Regions from separate parts of the Mus musculus genome. Here region 2 is linked to region 1. Evidence: chromatin contacts called from public capture Hi-C data. All regions are on one chromosome and are shown on one strand. Each heading gives the region's core, a stretch centred on a gene start, on an enhancer-like site or on the middle of the called end of the contact. The rest is flanking DNA. Distances are from core to core; before and after follow the strand shown.

Region 1 (6,580 bases), core at 2,650-5,149:
TCAGGAACTTGGCGTCCTTTCTGTAGTCACTAGGGGTTGGGGTAGATGGAAATATGGTTAGATTTTTGTTGATATAATTCTGGGTCCAAGCCAGAGGGCTTGCACAGAGGCAGAGTGGGAGCAAACATTCTGGGGCAGCAGTAGAGGTCTCTCTGTCTAGAAGGTTGTACTTGAAACGCTCTGTGCTTGGCAGCCTCTGACTTAGTCTGTCCCGGTTCCTGCCCTGGAAGGACAGGTCTTCAGAAGCACGTGACAGCCAAGTGGGAGGCTAGCCCAGAAGCACACCTCCTGCTAAGGATTCATACAGAAGATTGGGTTGCAAAGGTGAAGAGTCCATAGCATTGGGAAGGGGGTGGGGCAGTGAAAGGAGCATGCGCAAGAATCTTCAGTAAGCAGCATCTGTAGCAGTGGAAAAACAGGAGTCGGACTAAAATTTGCGTCATTCGGCGTATGGTTAACCCTAAAGACCATCATTCATTCATTCATTCATTCATTCACCATCAAGTTTGATTCTGGGCATACAACAGCCAGATCATGGAAACTGGCGGGACAAGATGTTCAATCTGAGTTTTAAAGGACAAAGGCAAGCTGCTGACTAACGATACACACAGCTCGGCATCATGCATGCAAAAATAAGCCAGAGGCAACCCCAAGACCATATCCGTGTGTCTCTATTAAATGCAGGTGGGTGCAAAGAGAAAGCGCTGGAGTCGTGCGTAGGAGGCGCTGGAGGTGTAGAGCTTGTTTTATACCTTCTTTCTACTTCTGCGCTGTTGGGCTCCTTTATGGGGACTAGGTTTTCATGGATCATCTGTATAGTTTTACACATTTTTGAATGGTGTCAAGTTTCTGTGACTAGCAGAGAGTCCCGGAGTGCCCTGAGTATTCCATTTTCTCCCTTTGAACACAACTGTCAGGTGCAGGCTCTTCATTGTCACCTCTACACAGGAGATATGACAGGCCATGCTGAGTGTCCCCAGAGGAAGAGCCCAATATGAGTCTGGATTGTTTATTTTTAAGGTTAAGTGTAATCTGAGTCAGTCAATTGAGCTAGACTGCAGAGTTGGGTTCCCGGGTAGCCTTGCCTGTCTGGGAGGGGCCGGCCCCCTTCTGTGAGTATTCTCTTGTGGGTGAGCCAGCAGCCTATACTGCCTGCCAGGATTGCTATAACCAGGACCGATGTAGCCATTTTGGCAAGCAAGGGCTGACACAATAGAAAGCCACTGTGTTCTGGAGGCTGCAAGTTCTAGATCAAAGAGTCAACAATGTTGGTTCCTTCCCTGGTCTCACGCCCTAACCTGCTCACAACCACAGGAGTCCCTCCACCCTCCTAAGCTAATATGTGTGTGTGTCTAAAGTACCTTGTCTCTTCTTGTAGAGCATCTGTTTAGGGTGAAGGTATGTCCCCAAGGACCTGATTTGAAAGGTCTTTTTCTCCAAATACTGTGACACCCGGAGGTATTGGTGCTAACCACTTCAGTACAGAAATCTGGGTGGATGGCATCTTGCTCCTAACAGAGTCTCTAAAAAGGTTTGTCTGGTTTGGTGCCCTACTTGGCTCTTGCCACCCTGGGCCCTGGTTAACTTTCCCTGTACAGGCACACAGGAACAAAGGCATCAGAGAATACACTAAAAGTAAAAGAGGCATAATTGCATCGGTGGCTTGCCAGCCACACCAAGCAAATGAAAATCCCCAAGGGGACCTGGAGCCACATGATTTCCTGATAGATAACGCCACGAGGGAGGAGCACGCTGCGTGCCCTTCTCACCCGGTAGCCTGCCTGCCAGGCTGCTCGGCAAACACCTGACGACTGTTTTTTCATTTTAGCTCATGCCTGTGCTGTTCTGCCAGGAGGAAGCTTGGGGCAGGAGCCGGGCCAAGCAACAGCTGGCACAATATGGAGCATCGGAGCAAGATGGAATTTTTCCAGAAACTGGGCTACAGCCAGGAGGACGTGGTCAGGGTGCTGGGCAAACTGGGTGACAGTGCCTTGGTCAATGACGTGCTTCAAGAGTTGATCCAGACCGGCAGTCGCCCAAGGGCCCAGGAGGATCCAGCCAGTGGCACCGGGGTAGTGCTGATTCCCCGGGGATGCTGCGGGGTCCAAGACTCTGCCCAGCAGGGCCTGGGACCAGGCCTAGAAGAGGCTGGCGGAGATCCAGCCCGCTTCCTGCGGCCCATAGTGATCGATGGCAGCAATGTGGCTATGAGGTAGCATCTTTGGTTTCCTTCATCTTATTACTGAGCGCTGGGGCCAGAGACCTTGTTATCAGGAGTCCTGGGAAACATTTCCTCTCTGTGGTTTGGTTCAAAGAGTTTTAGGACTGATGGATGAATTTTTAAAAACTATTCTACAAATCAATAGGTTTCCTAATGGCATAGTCATACATGTATGTCACATGCTTGGCCCACACTTTCTACTACCCCTCTTGTCTCTTCTCCTTTCTTCCCACTGGTCCCCTCCCTCCTCAACAAATAGTCCCCTTATCCTTCCCTGCTATATATATATATATACACACACACACACACACACACACACACACACACACACACACAATATATAAAGTGAGATTCCATATATATGCCATCTCCGACTTTCTGAGTCTGGCTTCTATTGATTAAGATGAATCTTAAGTATTATTGTTTTCCTGCAAACGACATAATCATCATTTTTTAAAATGTATATGCCATTGTGTATACACATTACATTTCTTTTAGTCTCCAGACTAAAAAGACCCTTTAATTATTTATTAAAATCCATACATCTCTGCAGAGAAGCAATAGTAATTGTGCACATATATGGCATAATACGTATCATTGTAAGCCATTCATGGCTTTGAAAGTAGATGGGCCCCAGATCCAGGCCTGCAGGAAAAACTAAAAAGTAGATTCCCATCAGTTCTGCAGATACCTGGATTTTAACCCAAAAACTCCTCTCAGGCTTCAGAAACAAAAGCTGCTCCAGAAACAAAAGCACACTAAGACGTGGTATTGTGAGCCATCAAATGACAGCAGGTGTTAGCCTGCAGGGACCATCTGGAAGGTAACTTTCCAGTAGTTGCAGGGGGGAGGGGGTCGTAGTGAGGAACAGCTACCCAAAGTCAGGCTACTGTTCTCTATGAGCAAAGGCATGGGTATCTGGACTGACTCTATGACCCACATACCGTGAGGAGGGTTTTGGCAGAGATGGGTGTGAAAGCTGATGCTGTGCTTGGTTTAGGTTCTTCTGGGTATACATACCAGAGGCAGTACAGCTAGAGCAAATGCTAGCTCTCATTTTACTTTGTTGGGTTCCTTCTCTCTCTCTCTCTCTCTCTCTCTCTCTCTCTCTCTCTCTCTCTCTCTCCCTCTCCCTCTCTCTCTCTCTCTCCTTTCTTTCTCCTAGATCAGACTTTCAAACCCTGTTCTGTATCTTGGTAGCTGTGTGAACCAGGCAAATTGCTCTCTGGTTCTGTGATGTGGAATCAACCCTTCCTAGTAGGGAGCTAGGAAAAGTGCCTGTTGTAGCCTGCTCAGCAAGTTGATGCTAACCATGCTCACAAGAGGAGCAGCTTTCTTCAGAAGGAACGAAGCAAGTGACAGACAGGAGCCCAGGGTTAGGTGTTGGCAGATAGGGCTCCTTCTATGGAGTCTGTCCCCAGCCAGCTGTGTTATTCTGGAAAGGCGAGAGTACTCGGTTCCTCTCTGTGGAGAGCAGGCCGGTAGATCTCCACCTTTAGGGCCTGAGAACCAGAAGTGCTTAGGTTGTGCTCAAAGCCCTCTGCTTGGGGCCGGTGGTGAGGCAAGGCTGCAGTTCTTGTGTGTCTGCTCCCATCTTGAGCTGCAGACGGGGCCAGGTCAGTCTTTGTAACTTGGCTTCTTCCTTGTGTGCAGAGATTCCAGCTTGATGGCGCGTGTGGCTATTGTGCCTGATCTGGCAAAGCTCCGCTGTGGCCCAATCTCCCAAGATTCCACCCTCAGTGCTGGGTGAGGAGGGCATTGCGCAAACTTGGCTGAGTTACAGGCGGGCAGAGGGCAGAGTCATAGGAAATAGCTCACTCACAGCTATAAATACTCGCACTTCCCCTTTTAAAAGCTGAGTAGGAATTCCGAAAAGCAGTTATCAGCGGCTCCAAACATGTCGACAAGCATCTGAGGCTCCCCCCAGGGATCTGAGCTCACTTTGAATTTGGCAGTGTAGGACAGAAGTTTGGAATGGTTCAGCCCTGTGGGTGTCCCCACGCGCCCAGCATGGTGTGCCTTAAGAATATGCCCCCCCCCCCCCTTTTATCGGCTAGGTTTGCCCACAGGGATAGTATCAAGTGGTGATGGAGCCCCTGGCTCCTACTGTGCATTCGCGCTTTCGCTGTCTCTCCTACGCCCCTTTTCGGCAGCAGACGGGAAACCTACGACATCTTGGTCTGTGAGGTGTTAAAGAGACAATGTTAGGGCGTTTCTATTGCTGTGATGAGACACCATGGCCAGAAATAATTCGGGGAGGAAAGGTTTAATTGGCTTTCAGGTTACAGTTCATCTCAGGAGAAGCCAAAGTGGAAACTCAGGGCAGGAACTCAGAGACAGGAACCGAAGCAGAGGCCAACGAGGAATTCTACTTACTGGTCTGTTCTTCACAGCTTCCTCAGCCTGCCTTTTTGTTTTGTTTTGTTTTTTTTTTAAATACACACCAGGACCACTTGCCCAGGATATCAATACCCACAAGGTCTAGACCCTTCACATTAACCTCTGACTAAGAAAATTCCCCATAAATTTGTGTATAAATCTGTCTGACAGAGGCATCTTCTCAACTGTGGTTCCCTTCTGTCCCTAACTTGTCAAGTTGAGAATAAACTAGCCAGGACAGAGGCTTGAGAGAATCCAGTGGCCAGTGAGGTTGCTCAGCTGATAAAGATACCTGTTGCCAAATCTGAAGACCTGAGTTTTCTCCCTGAGACCCACGTGGTAGAAAGAGAAACGGGGAGTAATGCTAGCTGTCCTCTGACCTTCCCACGTATGACTGTACCAATCAATAAGTGTAAATTAAAAATGTTCTAGCAGCCTTAGAAAGTGCAGGGGAAGAGATACCTGACTTCTGCGTGATCTGGACAAAGCTTACTAGGCAGTGATTGAAAAAGGGTCTGATTGTAGGCATCACTAACCAAATCAAAGCCCATGTCAGCCCCAAGATGGAACAAGTTCCCAAGTTTGAGAGAAAGTGCTGGAGTGGCCATATCACAAACAGACTACCTCAGGAAGAAGCATTCTCCTTGGGAATCAGAGAACACTGTTGAAAATGAGGCTAGAGAGCTCATGGGTTTTTTTGGGGGGCTGGAGGATGGAACTCTGCTGCAGTCTGGAATTCAAACTGAAACTACATCTTCTATCTGTACATGACAACATGACTATGAAGTAAGTGTCTTAGGTCAATCTATTCAGTACTACCACTGCCACCCAACCCTCCCACTGTAGTCAGTTTTATCTTCCCACGCTTAATCTGTGTGGGTTGCAAATGGAAACCCTCACACAGACTCACTGCAAAAAACATGTCAACGTCTAAGTGTTTTCCTATACTTTCTGTCTACCAAATACTTCAGTGTGAGTGTGTGTGTGTGTGTGTGTGTGTGAATGCTCACGCGTGCACATGCACACACACACACACACACACACACACACACACACACACACACACTTCTTTGCTCCTTGGATCCTAGGGAGAAGAACAAATAATATAACAACCCCTTGACTATGGACTGTAATTAATTTCTCTTAAAGGCCAAGTTCTAAGAGCACAGAGGAGGTCTATGTAGATTCTCTGCCCCTCCACTGTGCCCTCCAGGGGACAGTTTGTTCCCAGGGCCAACCAGATCCTCAGCCATGAAAAAGATGACCACAGAGAGCCCCCCCTTCGCCCCCTTTATAGAGAATGCAGGATGGAAACTCAAACTGGTGTCTCACTTCCTACAGAGAACAGATTTTTTAAAAAGATTATTTTATGTACGTTGGTGTTTTGACTGCATGTATATCTGTGTGAGGATGTCAGATCCCCTGGAATGGGAGTTACAGGCCATTGTGAACTGCCATTCTGGTGCTGGGAATTGAACCTGGGTTCTCTGGAAGAGCAGTCAGTGCTCTTAAATGCTGAGCCATCCCTCCAGCTCCTGAACACAAAATTCTATTAATCCCAGAAAGATGCTCTTAGGAGGTCCTCCTCGTTTGAGGTTCATAGGATCCCAGACACTGCTACCCTCTGCTTTGAGAGGTGAGGCTGCTGTCTGCTCTCGGGGGAACAGAGTAGAGCTTGAAGCCTTGAAGTGGTGGTGGGACATGTGTCTTTTTATCCCTAACCTATAAGCAGCATGGCTACTGTTGGCAGGGACAACTTCCACAGCTGGCTGTCCTTCCCTCCCCTGGAGCTGGTGGTGGCCCATGCCACTGCTTAGAGAAAACAGAAGCCTCACTTTTGGTAACAAGGCTTGCTCCTCCCTCAACCCCCCAGTTGTCGGGAAGTTTCCTGCAGTCTAACACCTGCTGTCATTTGATGGCTCACCACACCACCACGCCTTCACGCCTTCATGTGCTTTTGTTTCTGGAGCACAGACTGAT
Region 2 (6,343 bases), core at 2,573-5,072, 520 kb after region 1:
CATCCTGAGACCAGCAAGAATGGGGGCTAACTCCCTCCCTGTTTCCGGGTGTGCCTCAGAGCAGTAACCCAGAGACCCCCAACCAGGTGGTCACAGTAATCAGTCACATAGCACAGAACATGGATTGCCTCTCCACGATAATGAGACATCTCAGTACATTAGCTTTCAGCCAGTGAGCTTTTTCCACCCTGGACATTCTCACTCTCAAAACTATATAACCCTTGGTTTACCCCAAATAAAGTGTATATGTTCAAACTCATCCCCAGTAAAGAAATACAAACAAGCTACAATTGTTGCAGAAAGCTACATTTAAGTGGGAATTTCTGGTGTCTTTAACAGCTCATTTGTGTTACTGTGGAAGCTGTCTTAGGAGAGGGCATGTGATGCTTTGCTGGAAACAGACACTTGAGAGGGCTCGATGTTTAGAAAGAATATAAATGGAACCCACAAACAGTGAGAGGATGTTCTGCATTGCTAGGCTGTACAACACTTTCCTTCTTTGCTGGTCTTCCCTTGTCTTAGGGTTTTTACTGCTGTGGACAGCCACCATGACCAAGGCTACTCTTAGAAGGACAACATTTAACTGGGGCTGTCTTACAAGTTCAGAGGTTCAGTCCATTGTCATCAAGGTGGGATCATGGTAGCATCCAGGCAAGCATGGTGCAGGCAGAGCTGAGAGTTCTACATCTTCATCTGAAGGCTGCTAGCAGAATACTGACTTCTAGGCAGCTAGGATGAGGGTCTTAAAGCCCACACCCACAGTGACACACCTGCTCCAACAAGACCACACTTTCTAATAGTTCTACTCCCTGGGCCAAGCATATATAAACCATTGCATCCCTGGTCTTCACTGATGTTCGCTGATCTTCACTTCATAGAGAGAAATTCACCATAGAACTCATGGTATTCTGGCTGATTCTGGCCAATTAGGTTGATTTGTACCTGTTCAGCGGAAGCCTTGCTGTTTCTGCTGGATCCTGTGGCTGCTGCTGATTCCTGTTTGGTGTTTGCAATTAAACTAGACTGTTGACATCTTGACAACAAAGAGTGGAATCACCCCAAGGAACTACTTCTAAACAGGTCCACCTTTTACTAATAACCTTTTTTCTTCCCTGCCTCTGGTCAGTGGTCAAGTGTTTAAGAACCGTATATAAAGCAGGTTTTGAAAAAAGATAAGTCTACTAGTATACTACATCATTAAAGATCATCGGGGAAGGCCTTTGTTTAAAAGAGCCATAGACTAAGATTCTTGGAGAAGGCCTTCCTTCTCTCCCCTAATCAGACTGGGATCCTGCTCATCCTGGACTCTGCTTCGTCTGCTCCTGGTCTAGCAGGCAGCAGGTGCCTGACACCCCAGAAGGAAAAAGCAGACTGAGGACCCCGCTCATCCCAGACTTCATCTAGTCCTCTCCAGGCGGGTGTACTGGTGGTACCCAGGCCCCATGAGAGGAAAGGCAGAACCTGGAGTCACAATGAATGAGCAGTGTGCCTGTCCTTTCTGATGTGTCCTGCTTTCCTGAAGCTATCAATGACTATAAATACAGCAACATCCTCAGCTAAGGGCCCGGGACAGCTGCTTAAAAGAGGCTGATTCAGCTGGGAGACAGGTGTTTATTACATGCCTTTATCCATTAAGAATGGTGACTTCAATGGCCACTGGGGACCAGGCAGCACTCTCAGGTACAGAAGCCATGCACTAGAAAATATGATTCTTTGATGACTATGTTACAGTCTGGTCATTCTCAACCTGTGGGTGCAACCCCTGGCTGGTAGGGATTAGGGGGCTTGGAGGGCACACAGACAGTAGTGGTGCCAAATGACCTGTTCACAGTGGCTGCCTAAGACTATCCTGCAGATAAGGTATTACATCATGATTTCTAACAGTAGCAAAATTATATTACAAAGTAGCAACGAAATAATCTTATGGTTCGGGGTTGCCACAATGTAAGAAACTGTATTAAAGGGCTGCAGCAATTGGAAGGTTGAGAACCACTGTTCTGGAAGCTGCCCGTTTCTGGACTGACTGAATTTAAAAAAGTAAAACTTCTGCATTGCATAGGCCACTCTTTGGTTTTACATAGTCTAATTCGAACTGATATGCTTTGAATATTTGTGCTCCTCTAAATCCATATGTTGGATTATAACAATCAGTGTGGTAAGGCTTGGGAGAGACAATTGGATCTTGAAGTGAAGCCCTGGGAAGAGATTAGTGCCCTATAAAAGCAGTCCCAGAAGGCGTCTTGCCTCTTCTGCCCAGTAAGGTCCAGCTTGACGATCCAGACTAGGAAACAGGAAACAGACCCTCCCCATACAGCAAATATGCAAGCACTTTCCTTGACTCAGGCTCCAGACTTGTGTGATACAAATTTGTTGCTTACAAGTGACCAGGTCTGTGGTGCTTATGTATATTAGCCTGAGTGGACTATCATTTTATATACTTTAATTTTTATTATATGCAAAGTAAATATAATCATTAGATTATAATTTATATATTTAGTTCTAGCCTATTCTGTCAGTACATTTTCACTTATTTATTTATTCTGAGAGGAACATGTGTGTGCCACAACACACATGTGTGCTTTGGTGTACCTGCAGAGGTCAAAGGACAATTTGTGCAAATCAGCTCTCTCTTTTGGCAGGTCCTGAGACAGATACAAGTTACCAAGCTTGCAGCAAGCACTGTAGTGGGTCCTGAGACAGACACAAGCTTATAGCAAGCACCATGGCGGGCCCTGAGACAGACACAAGTTACCATGCTCGCAGCCCCTTACCCACTGAGCTCTTTCCCTCGTCCTGGAGTCCCATCCATAATAACAGATAGACCTCATTTATAAAGGGTGAAAAATGAGTTTTATATTTGCATGTGAAAGATATGACTGCACTTATGCACTAAATATTGAAAGGGGCTAGAATGAAGCATCGTCCACATCTCAATATGCTGCAGTGAGAAATCGTGCAGCCCCACTTAGCACAGACTCTCACCAGGATCCATAACTGAAAGCTCAGAATATCTCTACATCTAAGCAAGCACCAAAGAGCTGGAGAAAGAAACAGAGTGGACAGGCTCTACAGTCCCAGAGACTTCAATCCTTCTTAGAAGAGGGAACAAGATGCCTTTGGAAAGAGTTATAGAGACAAAGTTCAGAACAGAGATTGAAAAAAATGACCATCCAGAGACTGCCCCACCTAGGGATCCATCCCATAAACAACCATCAAACCCAACACTATTGCAGATGCCAACAAGTGGGAGTGGGTGGGTTGGTGAGCAGGGGGTGGGAGGAGGGGTCAGGGGATAACATTTGAAATGTAAATAAAGAAAACATCTAATGAAAAAACAAACAAACAAAACAGAACAGTGCTGCTGGCTTACCCCCTATTGCTCACATCTTCTCTAAGGTGGTGAAGACTGAGTGCATTGTGAACCAACTGAGGAAATTGTGCAACACGACGAAGAACCAGCTCTCCAAAGAGATTTGTTTGCAATGTACTGCCCTCTGTACTTATCAGAGACTGAGTCATCATCACAGGATAGAGAACGCAGAACTCCAGAGACTGATCTGCCACGTCTGATAACTCTCGGTCATCATTTCTTGCCAAAGCAACTAAAAACAGGCCCCAACCAGCCAGGAAAGCTTGTCTGTCTCTCTTCATGGATAACTTATGGAAGCCATTACAGTCTAGAGCAGGGTAGATGACACGTCTCCATCCTGTGTTCTTACATTACATATGGAGCTATGGAAATTCCCGAAGAGGAGAATTTAATGGAAGTCAGTCACAGGATGAGCTTCCTTTGTCCTTTGTTGGTGCCAGTTAAGTGTGTGACCACCATCTGATAAGCACTTGAGATGAAAAGCAGCCGGCTGGGAGAGAGATCCTCAGAGATGCTCCCTCCGTGAATGCGAGGGGACTGGCGCGCATGCGCAGATGGAACAGGCGTTGGTTAGTAACTTTACTCTCTGCTGCCAAAAGGGGTTTGAGGCATTTAACCAATGTTTCTGCTCACCTATGCCTCCAGTATCCCCTCCCCTCCCCTCCCCTCCCCTCCCCTCCCCCCACCCTGCCTCCTCCTCCTGTAGGGTACTCCTGCCTTCTGGACGGCTGGGATTAGAAGTGTGGCTTCACCACACCCAGGTAGAAAAATCTATTCTTCTTAAAAGCCAACATTTTTTCGATGTCATGTGACTAACTGAAGAGTGATCCGGGATTTCGGGAAACAAAGCCTGGAGCGGTCTCAAAGGCAGGCAAAACAGTTTATCAATACAAACAAGATTAGCTACTACAAAAAGTAGCTATCTACAAAGATTGACTGAGGTTTTCTCAGCAGGTTGAAGAGGAAGAGGGTCAGGCCTGGATCTCAGGACTAGGCTGCATTCTTAGAAAATATTCTTGTGTTCCACCCAATTGGGTCTTTACCATGGGCTGGGGATGGGGTTGGGGGAGGGAGGGGGTGGGGCAGAAATGCCTGAGGGAAACTTGCATCCCAAGGCTCTAAGATTAGAAACTTGGCTTCTGAGCAGAGCTCTGGGTGCTGATGGCTGAGATCCTAGGTACTTCACTATGACAAAGCTTCTAAAATGTTCCGGAAGCTGCAGGAAAAGCAAGGGGTCTGGATCCAGCCAAGGATTTAGGATCTGAGGCCTCAGCTCTGATGCAGAAGGAAGAGCTGAACCCAAGACAAGGCTAGCAAACTGGAGTGGTTCTGGACTGCACTGGTGCAGCCACGTCTCAGCCCCAAGGAAAAGGAAGGGACAAGAGGAAAGAGAAAGGGGATTGCGGAGACTTTAAGATAAAACTGGAAAACGACACACAGGAACCAGAAGTGAAGTCTCTAATACCAACTATTTACATGCCCAATTTCACACCTTTCCTAACACACACACATACACACACACACACACACACACACACACACACACACACACACACAGGTGGGGGGTTGTAGAAAGTTGATGTAACTGATTATTGGAGAGAGAAAAGAAAGGCTCAGGTCATTCTGAGTTAATTTTTCCAACTGGATAGCTGAGATCCTATGGGCGTGACCTAAAGAACAAATGGGTTGAGGCATGACAAGTGAGAGAGATGGGGCGAATTGTCCTTTGCCTCTGTTAAAGAGTTCTAAAACAAGAAAATGGTGACCAGATAAAAAGGAGTATCAAAGAAGCATCCTCTGAGGGGCCAGGGAGACGGCTCAGTGCTTAAGGACACACAGAGGACCTGGGTTCAATTCCTTGTGCCTGTGACCCATACCTTGCTACTGTCTGTAACTCCATCTCCAAGGAGTCCATGACCTCTTCTGTCCTTCCCAGGCACCTGCCCTCATGAGCACACATCCACACACAGACACATACACCTCATTTATATAAGAAATCAACTTTAAAAGAAGCATTCAGAGTTACTTTAGAAGATTTATAGACTCTATATTTAATTTAGAAAATTTATCTGTGTTTCCCCCCAAAGAAAGCACGTTAATTCTAGGTTCTATTAGCCTGCAACAACTTAATAATGTAAAATAAGCAGCATATAATTCTACTGCCTGTCCCGAATGAAGCAGAGCCTTATTCCATATGCTCTGCTAATTTTTTTCCATCTCTGTATAATTAGAAATACCATTCCTAAAGTAGCACATACTACCTATCCTGTGAATGAGACTTGCATTCTAGCTGTTTGAGCATACCACATTGATGATGACTTTTGATGTTGTAATGGGGTTCATGGGGAATTCCTATCTAGAAGGCTTATCTTCCTATCAGGAATGTTGACAATAGTAGAATAGCCACTGTTAATCTTCAAAGTGGGAATGGAGGCAGGATGCTAGCACATGTCCTCTCAGAGTTCCAAGATCACCTTTATATTCCATGGCATCGAATAGCCTAGGCTCTGAGAGCTGCTGGTCCCTAGGTACCTACAGGTCTGACTGTAAAACAAAACAAATGCCACCTGCCCAAGGCACCTGAAATAGAAGATCAGTGGACCTTTTTCAGGGTGATGTGGGACTTTTCACTCTGATGCACATATCTAAGACTTTTAAATCATATATTAAAAAAAAATTCAAGCCACTACTTTGAGTGCTGTCAGCATAAGACTTTGGAAACCCTTCCCATGTCTGAGCAACAGATGGTGTGTGACCCTCAGTACTGATGGGTCCTTCAGGATTCTGCAGAAAGAACTTTTCGCATCAGACACAAATCATTCACATACATTAGCAGATACTATAATTATTACTGTTTAAAACCAGTGTTTTAGAATATGTGGAAGTTAAATTACTTTCCATTAAATGTGACTATTTTTCCCAGAGAGGAATTACAGTTTTATTAGGTTTTAGCCTTATAAAATATGTATCCTG

The links. Capture Hi-C pulls out chosen DNA fragments and counts their contacts.
Region 2: a contact with region 1 is called in a capture Hi-C map of bone marrow-derived macrophages, with 6 times the contacts expected there. The contact joins two enhancer-like sites. A contact is called at or near these places in 9 of 39 promoter capture datasets (the 3T3-L1 cell line, the C10 cell line, HPC-7-derived erythroid cells and 5 more), 2 of 115 datasets of contacts at active chromatin or transcription factors (bone marrow-derived macrophages and embryonic stem cells) and 2 of 9 other capture datasets (bone marrow-derived macrophages and embryonic stem cells).

What each region holds. Positions count from the first base shown.
Region 1 is chr10:7,837,937-7,844,516 of GRCm38.p6, forward strand. It overlaps Zc3h12d (zinc finger CCCH type containing 12D), which reads left to right. Exons shown (of 6, transcript NM_172785.3): 2 at 1,829-2,212. The coding sequence starts at 1,899. Among named protein-coding and RNA genes, the nearest start is that of Mir5104, 4.8 kb to the left of the region's middle. Within about 2 kb of position 3,900, at least 110 of the 459 cell types and tissues checked have an H3K27ac peak or open chromatin away from gene starts, as enhancers often do. A contact at or near this core is called in bone marrow-derived macrophages, where this site is marked.
Region 2 is chr10:8,354,924-8,361,266 of GRCm38.p6, forward strand. All of the region lies in intron 2 of Ust (uronyl-2-sulfotransferase), which reads right to left. Among named protein-coding and RNA genes, the nearest start is that of 4930573G07Rik, 150 kb to the left of the region's middle. Within about 2 kb of position 3,823, at least 26 of the 459 cell types and tissues checked have an H3K27ac peak or open chromatin away from gene starts, as enhancers often do. A contact at or near this core is called in bone marrow-derived macrophages, where this site is marked.